Regions from separate parts of the Mus musculus genome. Here regions 1, 3 and 4 are each linked to region 2. Evidence: chromatin contacts called from public HiChIP or PLAC-seq and promoter capture Hi-C data. All regions are on one chromosome and are shown on one strand. Each heading gives the region's core, a stretch centred on a gene start, on an enhancer-like site or on the middle of the called end of the contact. The rest is flanking DNA. Distances are from core to core; before and after follow the strand shown.

Region 1 (2,868 bases), core at 221-2,720, 100 kb before region 2:
TAGAAACTGGCCTTGAAGTGTTTTTCTACCTGCTTCTACCACCCAAGTGCTGGCGTTACAGAGGTGCCCCGCGCCAGGCCTGGCTTGTTACATTTTATTCTTTTCTTTTCTTTTTTTGAGACAGGGTTTCTCTGTGCATCCCTGATTGTTCTGGAACTCACTGTGTAGAGCAGACTGGCCTCCAATTCACTGAGATCTGCTTGCCTCTCCCTTAGGAGTGCTGGGATTAAAGTTGTGAGCCCCTACCATCTGGCAAGATTGTTTGTTACATTTTAAAAAGCATTTAAGGGTGTGGAGAAAAGTGGGTCTCAGCCCCTTGTAGGGGTTAAACATCTTTTTCACAGGGGTCACCTAAGCCCAGTAAAAAGCACAGATATGTATATTAAGATTCATAACAGAAGCAAAATTACAGTTATGAGGTAATAACAAAGATAATTTTATGGCTGGGGGTCGCCATACATGAAAAATTGTATTAAAACTGAACTAAAGCACTTAGAAGGCCTGCTCCAGGCCTTCCCTACTACCTAAAAAGCTTAGTTCCCCCGCTGCCCACCAACGCAACCAACGGGGTAAACCTGGTCCAGTGCGTTGACATTCCAGGACTTTTTGACTACGGAGCAGGCAGGTTTCAGCCGGACTGGCCTGATAATGGATGCGCTGCGGGCCCCTACCTAAGCAGGAGGAATCAGACACCAAAGGCAAATTCCTTCATTTCAAAATTTTATCTGGCGTCTCTGTTCCTATCAACTGCTTTGTCAAACTTTTGGAGAGGTGGTTAAAAGAAAGGCGATATGATCTCTCAGTCAGGCCATGCTAACTTGGCTATGCGACAGTTCCAAGAAGGGCCTTGCTGAAGCGTCTCAACTTTTCCTTGGTCTTTACTCTTTAGCCGCGACTGGGGGACCCACAGGAGAGTGAGTGGCTGTCTCTTCCCATTTAAACTTGGCTTCTCCCTGCTCACCGGAGGAAGGAGTGGGTGATGGAGAGACAGGTGCCGCCAAGGGGAAATAAAGACCAACTTCTCCCACAGAAAGTAACAAAGGAGCTGCCTGGAGCTGCTGGCTTAAGTCTTTGCCCTTGGGGCCCTATAGTGCCCTCAGGGAGGATGGGTGTGGTTCCCTCCAGGAGATGACAGCCAGCAGCGCTCATCCGTAGCTGGGTTCACCGTGTGGCTCTTTTCATAAGGGCGGGAGCTCTGGGACCGACCTGAACACTCGTCGAGAGCTACGCCTGGCAGTCTAGGGTGCTTCCCCCGCAACCCCGCCACCTATTTCATGAGTGACTGTGCTTCTGACGTCAGGGAGGCTTTCAGTTCATTCTCTGGCACGGTGACTTTATTTTCACAACAGCGAGAAGTGCCGCGGAACTGGATTAGGCGTGTCCTCTCCCTCCGCCCCGCCCCCGCCCCTTGTCCCTCGGTTCACCCTCTCCCTCCCTCCGGCGACAGAAGCCTTTATAACCGCTTTGCGCGGCCAAGGCGGGATCCTTGTCCCAGGACCTGCCCAGTAGCCAGGGGTTGAGCGCTCTCGCCTTTCACGCGTGAGTCGCAAGTTCTCGCTTCACCCCGAGCGCCGCGGCGCCCAGGTAAGAGGGGTTTACCCAGGAGCGCGCTCCGGGCCCCAGTTTTAAATCCGGAGAGTGGGGCGTGGGGAGCCTTGGGGAAGGAGAACTGAGACAGTACAGCCCGTGATGGACTACAGCTGGCTAGGAGAAACAGATGAAACCGAGAAAGGAATGTCCTTAACTTCTCTCACCTCTGAATGTGTTCTCTGGGCTAAAACAGAGGGGAAAGACCAATCAGCAAACAGTTAGAAACTGTAGCACAGGCCTGTAATTCTGCACCTGGGAGGTAGATGCAGAAGAATCAAGAGTTCAAGGCCAGCCTTGACTCTACTGTGAGTTCCTGGTCAGCCTGGGCTATATAAGTCTCTGTCTCCAGATACAAAACAGTAGTTTAAAATACCAATATTAAAAGAGAGGTCCGTCTTGAACTGTACTAGGCCCCTCCCACAGGTTCTATGTAGCCACTGGTGGGTGGAAGATGGGCTATGATGCTTTCAACTCCCATCTGAGTTTCAAGGGTCTGTGAATGAATAGAGGGGTAGAGGGAGAGGATGCCAGCCGCTTCCTTCCCAAAGGAGCGAAGGCCGTGGAGGTCAGGAAGTGACTCACCTCAACGCCCCCCCCCCCTTCTCATGTGCGTGTTGTTCCTCCACCCCATCCCTTACTTTTCCTGTTGCCCCAGTCTCTAAGACCCTGTCTCTCTTTAACAAGAGGGGGTGAAAAGCTTGTCTTCCCGGAGGAGAAGAGACACAGGCAGGAGGAGGCTGGCAGATCACATTGAATGGAAAGACAGGAAACAGCAGTTGTTTTTTTTTTTTGTTGTTGTTTTGTTGTTGTTGTTTTTTTTTGTTTGTTTGTTTTTTTTAGACATTCAGGCTGGCCTCGAGCTTGTAACCACCATTCTGCCTCAGTTTGCAGAGTGTTGGGATAACAGGTATCGGTCTCATGGTAGAAGGCTCCCAAATGGCAAAAGCCTGCCTGGAAGCAGGTAATTGAAGGACCATCACCGTGCCTGCCTGCCTTTTCTCCAGGCAAGTGTCTGAGGCTTTTGTTGAAGCCTGGTGAAAGGTTCTCTGGAAACAGTCTCTTCTTTGCTCTTTACTGAAGGAGAATTCTTTAGCCACTTCAGATACAATGGCCTGGGAAGGTGGAGGGGAGGGTGAGGCCAACACTTCACCCTTAGGGGTTTTTGTACTGGCCATCACTGATAGAGAGAAGGAAGGGGAGGGGAGGAAGGGTTGGGAGGTGCCTTAGGATCAAAGAGGGAATGGAGAGGCTGGCCCCCAGGCCCAAAGGGAATGGCCA
Region 2 (3,152 bases), core at 186-2,685:
CTCTTTAATTGGGGGATTTCTTACAGAGAACTTGGGTATCTGGAGTTCCTTAAAGATTTGGCAACACTAGTCCTGGGGAAGTTCAACTTTCAGCACGCTTCAGTTGCCACCAGGCTGTATAATCTAACCAGCCCATTTCACTCCTTTTCATTATCTGTCTTTGAACTCGTTCGTGTCCCTGCGTGATCAGGGCTTCAATTGCTTGTTCTACACACAACTGAGGAGCCCCTGAGAGGGGGAAGGATGGCTTGACAGAACTCTGGAGGGCTGAGTCTAGACTAAAGTTGAGTTGTGGGCTTTGTGTGAGGTTCAGTGTAGTAGGTTCCAGACCTTGGCCCCCAGGTAACACGGGCCTTTTATCCAGAATCATTATAATAAGAGAGTGTCCTGAGATAAAATATATGTCAGGCTGAGGGAGCAGATGAGTTGCAAAATACTCGGCTTGGTTTGCACAAGGCTCTAGGTTTAATTCCCAATATTAACCAACCAATAATCAAATACATGCCTTCAAGATTATACCCGAGTACCCAAACTCCTAACTTTCATGAAAGCTGACCGGGTGTCCTGATGCCCCTCTGGTGCCGATGCAAATTTGGTAGACCAAGGTGATTAAGTCTCCTCGCTCACTCCATGCATCCAGCACTAGCAGTTGCAACCGTGCAGCTCTGAGCCTTTGCACAGGCACTTGCCTGGGAACTCCCACACAAGCGGAGCTTAGCAGCCCACAGGTTGAAGGGCCCCTTATGGCTCCCTAGCAGATATGCCTGCTGCAACCATGTGTCTCTCACAAAATTGTTCAGAATGTAGCCAGGCGTAGTGGGTCATGCCTGTAGTCCCAACTCTGGGAAGGCTGAAGTGGGAGGAATATTGCGACAGAATTCGAGGCTAATCTAGGTTACACAGCCAGTGTCAGGGTAGCCTGGGACAGAGTGGGTCTCTGCCCTAAGAGGGGGGGGGGGAGTTCAGACGGTTTGGAATGCTTAAATGGACAGATGCACGCAACAGGCAGTGTCCCACTCGCCAAGATGGATCCTTTTCCGCGTCAGTGGTCTGGCTGAGCCAGACTGCTCTTTCCCCTCCTTCCCAGAGCAAGCGCCGGGCAGTACAGGGCGGCCCCAGCCGGAATGCAGCTTCGGTCACAGTCCCACCCATGGCCCCGCGGCACCAGTTTCAGCCCCGGCCAGGGTGGGGACGGCCGCGCAGAGTCCTCCTTCAGGTCCTCTACACCCTGCCGGCCTACCTTGCCCCCGGTGCTTAGAACCTGCCAAGGCCACGTTTCCACGCTCCCGAACAGTGAGTTCCTGATCATGCCCAACATGGTGACGCCGTGGGGTCTGGCCGATCGAGCGTACACTCACTGGCAGTAAGGTCCACAGGGCGAGGGGCAGTAAGCGCGTGAGTAGACAGGCGATTGGGGCGGGGCTGCGGCGGTCTCCGCCCACTGGGCGACACCGGGCGTGGCCTGGGCAGCGTCCCCCAAACTCCACCCACGTGAGCCCAGTCTCCTGGGTGCGGAGCTGGTTCAAGCCTGTAGCACCCCACTTTGTGTATACTTTCCTTAGTCACCCTCTTCCTACCTCACTGCATCTCACAGATGATTAAAAACAAACCGTGTTCGTTCTTTTGTGACAGGGTCCTGCTATGCAGCCTACGCTGGCCTGAGGATCCCTCCGCTTCAGCTTCTGGAGCACTGGGCTTGCAAGTGATCACTGTCACTCCTGGCTTCATCTTCTAAGGGGATGGAAAAGCCACTCTTAACCTTTTTCTTACTGTTTTCTTTTTTAACTTTGTCTTTTTAGTTTGTTGGGCAGGGTCTCAGTGTCCAGGCTGGCCCAGAACTCACTATTGTAAACAGGGTGGCTGGGAACTCTGCTGTCTTCCTGTCTCAGCTTCCTCCGAGCTGAGGATTATGGGAGTGCGTCACCATAACAAGCTCTACAGTGCATTTAAAAATGGTTTTACTTTAAGGTGTGTGCGCGCACACTGGTGCGTTGTATTCCCCTGGGAGCTAGTATCACAGGAGGTCCCAAAGGTGGGTGCTAGGAACAGAACTGAGATCCTCTCTGAAGGCAGTGTGCGTCTTTAAGAGCTGAGCCATCCCTCCAGTCCCAACAGTGTATTAATCACAAGTTTCACACTACTTGCCCAAACAACAGCTCGTTCAGTCCCCTTATAACCTAACCGATTTTGTCAGGATTTATTTTATTTGAGTGTTTGTTTCTTGCCAAGTACTTTGTAAATATTACCTGTACTCTAGTACACTCTAGGATCATTAATATACACACACCACATAATAGTATCACAGATATTATTAGGGTACTAGATACTAAATCTACACACATCACACAGTCCTAGTATCACAGTTGTACATGTACCCATCTTACGGGGGTGGGGAGGTTGAGGGAATGGTGTGAAGATACTGAATAGGAGCAAAATGCATATGCAAATGATATGCAAATGATATATACATAAACTGTCATAGTGAAGCCCATTGCTTTATATGCTATCTGTCCTGGTCAACTTGACACAAACAAGTGTTATTTGAGAAGAGGAACCTCCATCGAGAGCTTGTCTGCATCAGATCACCTGTTAGCCAGTCTGCGGGGGCAATTTCTTGATTAATGACTGAGATGGGAGGTTCCATTCAACTGTGTATGGTATTGCCCCATGGCAGGCAGTTCTGAGTTGTTAAGAAAGTAGGTTGAGCAAGAAGACCTAAGGAGCAAGCCACTAAACAGGACTTCCCCACGGGGTCTGCTTCAGTTCCCACCTCTGGGTCCCTGCCTTAAGTGATGGAATGTGACTGTGTGTCCATTGTGTCCAAGTGTGGAGCATTGTAAGAAAACAATAAACCTTTTCCTCTCAGAGTTGCTTTTGATCATAACAACATATTATTATTAACATAAAATTTTATATATTATATATTAATATTTTACACAATATTGTACATATTATATGTTACATATAATTAATAATAAATTGTTATTGTTATAGTACCAATATAGTGACAAAAGCAGAGGGAGAAAAAGAGGAAGTCTGAATCAAAATAAACAGGTTTTTCAAACCACTGAAAGCTCGTGGTTTATAACCCCCTGACCCCGCAGGAATGGACCCTCTCTTACCCCCTTCATATCTGGCTTCTCTGAAAGGCC
Region 3 (2,874 bases), core at 18-2,517, 80 kb before region 2:
AGAGAGAGAGACAGAGACAGAGACAGAGACAGAGAGAGACAGACAGAGACAGAGAGACAGACCCTGCAAGGCTTGTGTATTCCTCTCTCTCTCTGGCCCAAGATGACTTGGAATTCACCATGTAGCCCACGTTGGCTTGTGGCCATCCTGCCTCAGTCTGCTAACTGGGAATTAAGGTCATCGTGACTAGCAACTTCCGGGCTCTTAGGTCTTCCGTTCTTCGTTCTTCACTGGAAGGTATCAGATTACCTCTGGATAAGGAGACTGAAGACCTGCTACCTGCTCCTCCTTTTTGGGGATAGTGTTTAGCTCTGTATGGGGGCCTCAAACTCAAGGGGATATGCTTGCCTCTGTCTCCTGAACTCTGGGACTAAAGGTATGTCTCTTGAGACAAAGTCTCATGGAGCCTAGGGTGGCCTCCAACCCTATGAAGCTGAGGCTGGTATGGCCATTCTGCTCCCACCTCCCCTGAAGGGCATAGAATGTTCTGGGCCCATCTTGTCGTTAAGGGAGGAGCCTTGCCAGGGTTTCTTTCTTTTTTTTTTTTTCTTTTTTTTTTAAGATTTATTTATTTATTATATGTAAGTACACTGTAGCTGTCTTCAGACACACCAGAAGAGGGAGTCAGATCTCGTTACGGATGGTTGTGAGCCACCATGTGGTTGCTGGGATTTGAACTCTGGACCTTCGGAAGAGCAGTCGGGTGCTCTAACCCACTGAGCCATCTCACCAGCCCGTTGCCAGGGTTTCTATACCTATGGCTGTTGAGACACCGAGGAGGACCTGGGAATGGCACCATCTCTGTCTCTGGAGAGCTTTGGCCAAGAGATTAAATGGTCCCCCAAGTGGAAAGATGGTCACAACATTCTGAGTGCGTGCCCTTTCTGGTAACAGAAGACTGCCTCTGCAAAGTGCTGGTCTTTCCCATGGCCCGTTGTCACTTCTGTTCATTTATAAGCTCTTTGCGTCAAGGGCTAGAAGTTCCACGTTTGAGAATTACTATACGGAAGAGGACTTCAATCTCATCTCCGCCCATAGGAAAGTAGAATGCGAAGACTCAGTCCAGGCTGGCCCTTGGCCAGTGTCAGTTGATTGATGTCTGGAGGCAAAGTGCCACTCTTTGAACTAAACGGTTAATGATGAATCAATGCGCAAGCCCAGCAGCCTTCTCTCTTTTTTTTAATCACGTGTGAAATAGACTTAGGGTCCCACCTTTCCGAACCAAAGTTGCCATACCCGGCTTCTCCACTAGATGGCAGGAAGACCTCAGCGTTCAACCCTGGGGAGCCTAAATACAGCATCTCCTGGCTTAAGGCCCCATTCTGGTTGAGGGCACAAGATTGTGAGCAGGACCGAGGGAGGCGTGCCTCAGAGCTGCCCCTTCCCCTAACCTTTAAAGCCACTTCCCGTCTCCTTTGCCCTTATTTTTTTTGTGTGTGAACTTCTCCAAGGTTTCCCAGCCCGTTTGCACGCAACCTGGCATCATTACATGTAACGTCTCACGGACTGATCTTATGAATGTCATCTGGTATTTATGTGGTGAGAACATTGGCTCTCGGTCAAAACCAGAAGTACAAGCTGGCCCTGGAGATCCAGGAGCCCCCTCCGCCCTCCCACTCGCTCCGTGTTTCCTTCCGTTCTGGGCTTACTGTTGCTGAGCACTGAATGCCCTGTTGGGCTTTTTTGATTTCCTGACTACTTTCTTTTGTTGCTGCCAGGGTTTTGCATGGTCACTGATATCCCAGCCTCAGCCTCAAATGGAGCGTTGCTTCAGAAAATCCTAACTGTTTACCTCTGAGCACCGGGGAATCTGGACTTTAGCTTGTAGGTTGCTGTCTTTGTGTGTTAAACATTTTAACTAATTAATTAATCAATCAATTAATTAATCAATCAATTAATTAACTAATTAATTAATTATGTGTGGGTTCCTGTGCATGTGTGTAGAGGTCACTTCTCTCTTCCCACCACACAGGTTCTAGAGACTGAAGTCAGGCCCAGACTTGCATCTCTCCCTGCTGAGCTATTGCCTGTTTCCTTTTCTTTTCCTTCTTTTACATGAAAGGTTTTATTATATGCGTGCTTTTATCTGTGTACGTGTATCACATGTATGCCCTCAGGGAAAGAAAGGGACCGGTCCTTTAGGGGTGAATTACAACCAGTTGTAAGCTGCCTTGTGAATGCTGGGAACGGAACTCAGGTCTTCTGTGAGAATAGCCAGTGTTCTTAGCTCTTGAGCCCCCCCCCCCTCTCTCTGACAGGATCTTATATAGCTTGTGTTAGCCTCAAAGTCACTTTGTAGGCAAGGTCCTTCTACCTCCGCCTCCCAAGAAGTAGGACCACAGGTGTATATAGCACCATGTCTGGCTTGCTTTTGGAATGTGTGTGTGTGTGTGTGTGTGTGAACCTCTACCTATATGCATGTATGGAGGTCAGAAGGAGACACTGAGTGTTTCTGTTCTATCACCCTCTGCCTTATTTCTTGGAGACAGGGTCTCTCACTGTAGCTAGAGCTAGGCTAGCAAGCCCTGGCGATCTTCCCTGACAAGGCAGAGGCTACAGGTACATGTGTAACCACAATGTTTTACTTGGGTCTTGGGTATTTGAACATAAGTTCTCATGCTTGCATAGCAAGCATACTTACTTACTGAGCCAGGTGTGAGGCAGGGTTTGATGCTGTATCCCAGGCTAGCCTGGTACTACATATCCCAGGCTGGCCTTTCACTCTCAGGACTCCTGTTCCGGCCTCCCAGGTATCCCTTACAGGCCTGCATCTGCATGTCTGGCTCTAGAACCCTTTGTCTTCAGGGCAGATAATGCTTTGGCCTCCCTGGATTCTGCTGATGTTCCATAGATGGCTGGGTTTGGGTAGCAAGT
Region 4 (3,162 bases), core at 245-2,744, 86 kb after region 2:
TACGGCGCCCCAGTTGCCTAGCACCGGGCGTGGTTGCCGTGGCGACGCACCGGGAGCGTGTTTTGAATTGTTTCGCAGGGCCCCGCCCTTGTGCAGCGAGTCCTTGGGACTTCTAGGTGTGGCAAGGAACCACTAGGTTTCTTCCTCTTTCTCTTCCTTGGGTGGGTCCTGCATCCGGTTGGCCTATCCATCAGGGCAGGCGAGGACCAGCCCAGAGAAGAGAATGGATCCTGGGTTAAATTCCTAACACCAGACGGGACAAGTGTCCTGGTTGCTGTCAAATCCCAAATCAAGCGTTTCCCTATTCCCTCCAAAACGTGGTTCCCTAGGTCCTTTCTGATGGAGGGGTAAGGTAGGCCTGCCTCGTTTTGTAGACACGAGAGGTGAGCACATGAACCCCTTAACACATCTGAGGACTACTGGTTACCTACCTGCTTCCCCAAGGGCTGGCGGGAGAGGTGGGGAGTCCTCTACAGTTTTGTTCTGAAGATCTAAAGAGGTGGAAGGAAAGCGGAATCTAAGGAAAAAGCATCCCAAACTACCAGGCCAGTGGTTAGACCCTTCGCTAGCTAACTGCTCCCGAGGCCCTCGCACCCCACCAGGTATAGAGCACCATCTCCATTGTGCTGCTTGGATTCGATCTTTGATTTGCACCAGATCACAGATGTAGACATGGTAGAGTCCGCGTTTAGACCCGCAACCCTAAAAGGCCCACTGCTTTTGAAGGAACGTGCCCACACAGCAAAGGGCAGGGAGACACTTTTTAACAAAAGCCACAGATTTCGGGTCATGGAACGGCCTCCACAATGAGGCAAGGGTTCAAGTGTCCTGTGCTTTATATCTGTGGCTTCATGTTAACACCAGGCTTCCCCATAACCCTGCCCCCTCTCTAGAGAACTAATCCTGAAAGATACTAACATTTCAGGCACTGACTGGCTTTTGCTATCATGTTCATATCTGTAAGGGCTCCACCAGTTGATGGTTGATGTGTGTACTTTGGGGGCTTCTTTCTGAACTTGGGGGAGCTGCCTGAGCCCACACTGCTGGCTCTTCAGAGCTTTGAGCTCTGTCCCAGTCTCACCAATGCCGCTTTCTTAGGCTAGCTGGGCCTTCTGAACATACTTGCTCACTGCTCAATAACTATACATTACTCCCCTCTCCGTGTGTGTGTGTGTGTGTGTGTGTGTGTGTGTGTGTGTGTGTGTGTTCATGCCACTAGAGATGGGGCTCAAATAGTGAAATAAATATAATTAGTTTTTTTTAACAACATTTCCAAAAGCTGTGTACCTACCTCCTGGGTGAGACAAACATTTTGAGTCAGCTGACAGGAGTTGAAAATGTGTCTCAGCTTCTGCTCTGACAGGTCTTAGTTGCGTGGCTCAGGTGTTGAGGGAGAGGGTGCACCAGGTCCCCTCTTGCCAGCAGAGGGGGTAAGGTGGTATGTGGGCAGTTGGGAGAGGATGAATGCCCCTCAGGCACGCCGCCAGCTTGGGTAGGGATGGGTTACTATGACTTCATTCTGTGATGTCACAGTAGCAGGCAGGGCTCTCTCCCCCGGATGCCCCGCCCACTCCTCTCCCAACCCTAGAAAGACCAGGTTGAGAGAAGGGCACACGCTCAGTACCTCTCAGTCTCCTGAGGTCTTTCAATCGGTGCTTAATGAGTATAAAAAGATCTGGGGAGTTCATTCAAACACAAATCTGAAGGTTAGGGATGGCTTGCATGTGGTGCCAACCAGATCACATTGGCTTGTGAGGCTTGCCCACTGCTGTCAGAGAGAATTACAGTTGTGAGCCACATAAGGCTTAACAGTGTTCTAACACCTCCATTCAAAACAGTGAGATGAACACACACAGCAATAACAATGAACTCTTACCCAGGGCTGGGTGAAAGCCGACATCCCCCTCCTCCCCCACCCTCCAGCAACCACTGGAACCACACTGTTCTCAACATTGCATTAAAATGAAATATAACAGCTAAGTTGCACCATCTACATCTGAAGGGCTCAAAAGCCTCATGTAGTAAGCAGCTACTGTGTTGGCCTTTTTAACTCTAGACCATTCTTGAAGAGGTAATGGTGCAAAAGAGTTGCCATCTTAAAGGACCAGTGTCTGGAAATCTAAGGAGGCATTCAGTATCACGTTTATTTTTATTTGAAACAAGGCATTACACTTCATGTGTAGCTGAGTCTGGCCTTGAACTCTCGATCCTCCTTCTCCTCCTATCTCCCAAGTGCTGGGATGACAGCAGTGTCCACCACGTGTTGAATTTTCAGTTTTGCTTTGCAACAGGCTCTTACTCCAGCTAAAGCTGGTCTGGAACTCACTATATAACAAGGTTGGCCTTCAACTCATGGCAATCCTCCAGCCTCAGTCTCTGAGCACCAAGACTACAGATGTGAGCCACCATGCCAAGTTCACTCTCAGAGTTTTAGTAGACATAATTCAGTTGACGCCGAGGTACAACTCAGCCTCAGGTGTGAAGTCCAGGATTGAAAGGGTCTGGATGAAGACCTGTCCTGTGTGACATGGAACCCTCCATCCCTCTCTAAGACCCTTGCTCTTCCTTATCAAGGCACCCAGATCCTGACCTTCAGGACCTCAGATTCTAGCCTCAAATCCCTTATTCCAGCCCTGAGAATGCTCCCTTACCTCTGAGCTTCTATAGCATGCCTGGTCAGCTAATACAATCAGATTTTTCTTCTTTCTTTTCCCTCCCTTTCCTATTCTCCTTCCATCTTCTCCCTTCCATCTCCTTCCTTTCCTGCCTCTTCGCTTCTGTCCTAGTTAGTTAGTTTCCATTGCTGAGAAGAGACAGCGTGACCAAGGCAACTCTTATAAAGGATAACATTTAATTGGGGCTGGCTTACAGTTTCAGAGGTTCAGTCCATTGTGGGAAGCATGGCAGAGTCTAGGCAGGCATGGTGCTGGAGGAGCTGAGAGTTTCAAAGGCAAACAGGAGAAGACTAGTTCCCACATGGCTCAGAGGAGGGTCTCAAAGCCTACCTCCACAGTGACACACTCCCTCCAACAAGGTCACACCAACTCCAACAAGGCCTCCTAATAGTGTCACTTCTGGGTCAAGCGTATTCAAACCACCACATTCCATTCCCTGGCCCTTATAGGTTTGTTCAAACACATTCTTCTATGGGGGGCCATACCA

The links. HiChIP or PLAC-seq counts read pairs in DNA pulled down with a chosen protein or histone mark. Capture Hi-C pulls out chosen DNA fragments and counts their contacts.
Region 1: a contact with region 2 is called in an H3K4me3 HiChIP or PLAC-seq map of embryonic stem cells, with 17 read pairs. The contact joins the promoter of Gprc5a here to the promoter of Hebp1 in region 2. A contact is called at or near these places in 2 of 39 promoter capture datasets (the 3T3-L1 cell line and hippocampal neurons) and 5 of 115 datasets of contacts at active chromatin or transcription factors (bone marrow-derived macrophages, embryonic forebrain, embryonic stem cells and 1 more).
Region 3: a contact with region 2 is called in an H3K4me3 HiChIP or PLAC-seq map of bone marrow-derived macrophages, with 3 times the contacts expected there. The contact joins the enhancer-like site here to the promoter of Hebp1 in region 2. A contact is called at or near these places in 1 of 39 promoter capture datasets (hippocampal neurons), 1 of 15 datasets of contacts at CTCF or cohesin (the NIH/3T3 cell line), 18 of 484 Hi-C or Micro-C datasets (B cells, CD8 T cells, DN2 thymocytes and 10 more), 12 of 115 datasets of contacts at active chromatin or transcription factors (astrocytes, bone marrow-derived macrophages, differentiating embryonic stem cells and 5 more) and 1 of 9 other capture datasets (adipose tissue).
Region 4: a promoter capture Hi-C map of adipose tissue shows a contact between it and region 2. The contact joins the promoter of Gsg1 here to the promoter of Hebp1 in region 2. A contact is called at or near these places in 19 of 39 promoter capture datasets (3T3-L1-derived adipocytes, the C10 cell line, HPC-7-derived erythroid cells and 11 more), 4 of 15 datasets of contacts at CTCF or cohesin (the NIH/3T3 cell line, embryonic stem cells, large pre-B cells and 1 more), 80 of 484 Hi-C or Micro-C datasets (3T3-L1-derived adipocytes, the AML12 cell line, B cells and 49 more), 12 of 115 datasets of contacts at active chromatin or transcription factors (the NIH/3T3 cell line, bone marrow-derived dendritic cells, bone marrow-derived macrophages and 5 more) and 5 of 9 other capture datasets (adipose tissue, embryonic stem cells, liver and 2 more).

What each region holds. Positions count from the first base shown.
Region 1 is chr6:135,064,192-135,067,059 of GRCm38.p6, forward strand. It overlaps Gprc5a (G protein-coupled receptor, family C, group 5, member A), which reads left to right and starts at 1,471. Exons shown (of 4, transcript NM_181444.5): 1 at 1,471-1,584.
Region 2 is chr6:135,166,780-135,169,931 of GRCm38.p6, forward strand. Hebp1 (heme binding protein 1) reads right to left here and starts at 1,436. Exons shown (of 4, transcript NM_013546.3): 1 at 1,241-1,436. The coding sequence starts at 1,318.
Region 3 is chr6:135,086,669-135,089,542 of GRCm38.p6, forward strand. No RefSeq gene overlaps it. Among named protein-coding and RNA genes, the nearest start is that of Gprc5a, 22 kb to the left of the region's middle. Within about 2 kb of position 1,268, at least 108 of the 459 cell types and tissues checked have an H3K27ac peak or open chromatin away from gene starts, as enhancers often do. A contact at or near this core is called in DN2 thymocytes, astrocytes, bone marrow-derived macrophages and 5 more, where this site is marked.
Region 4 is chr6:135,252,842-135,256,003 of GRCm38.p6, forward strand. Gsg1 (germ cell associated 1) reads right to left here and starts at 1,495. Exons shown (of 7, transcript NM_010352.2): 1 at 1,292-1,495; 2 at 432-491.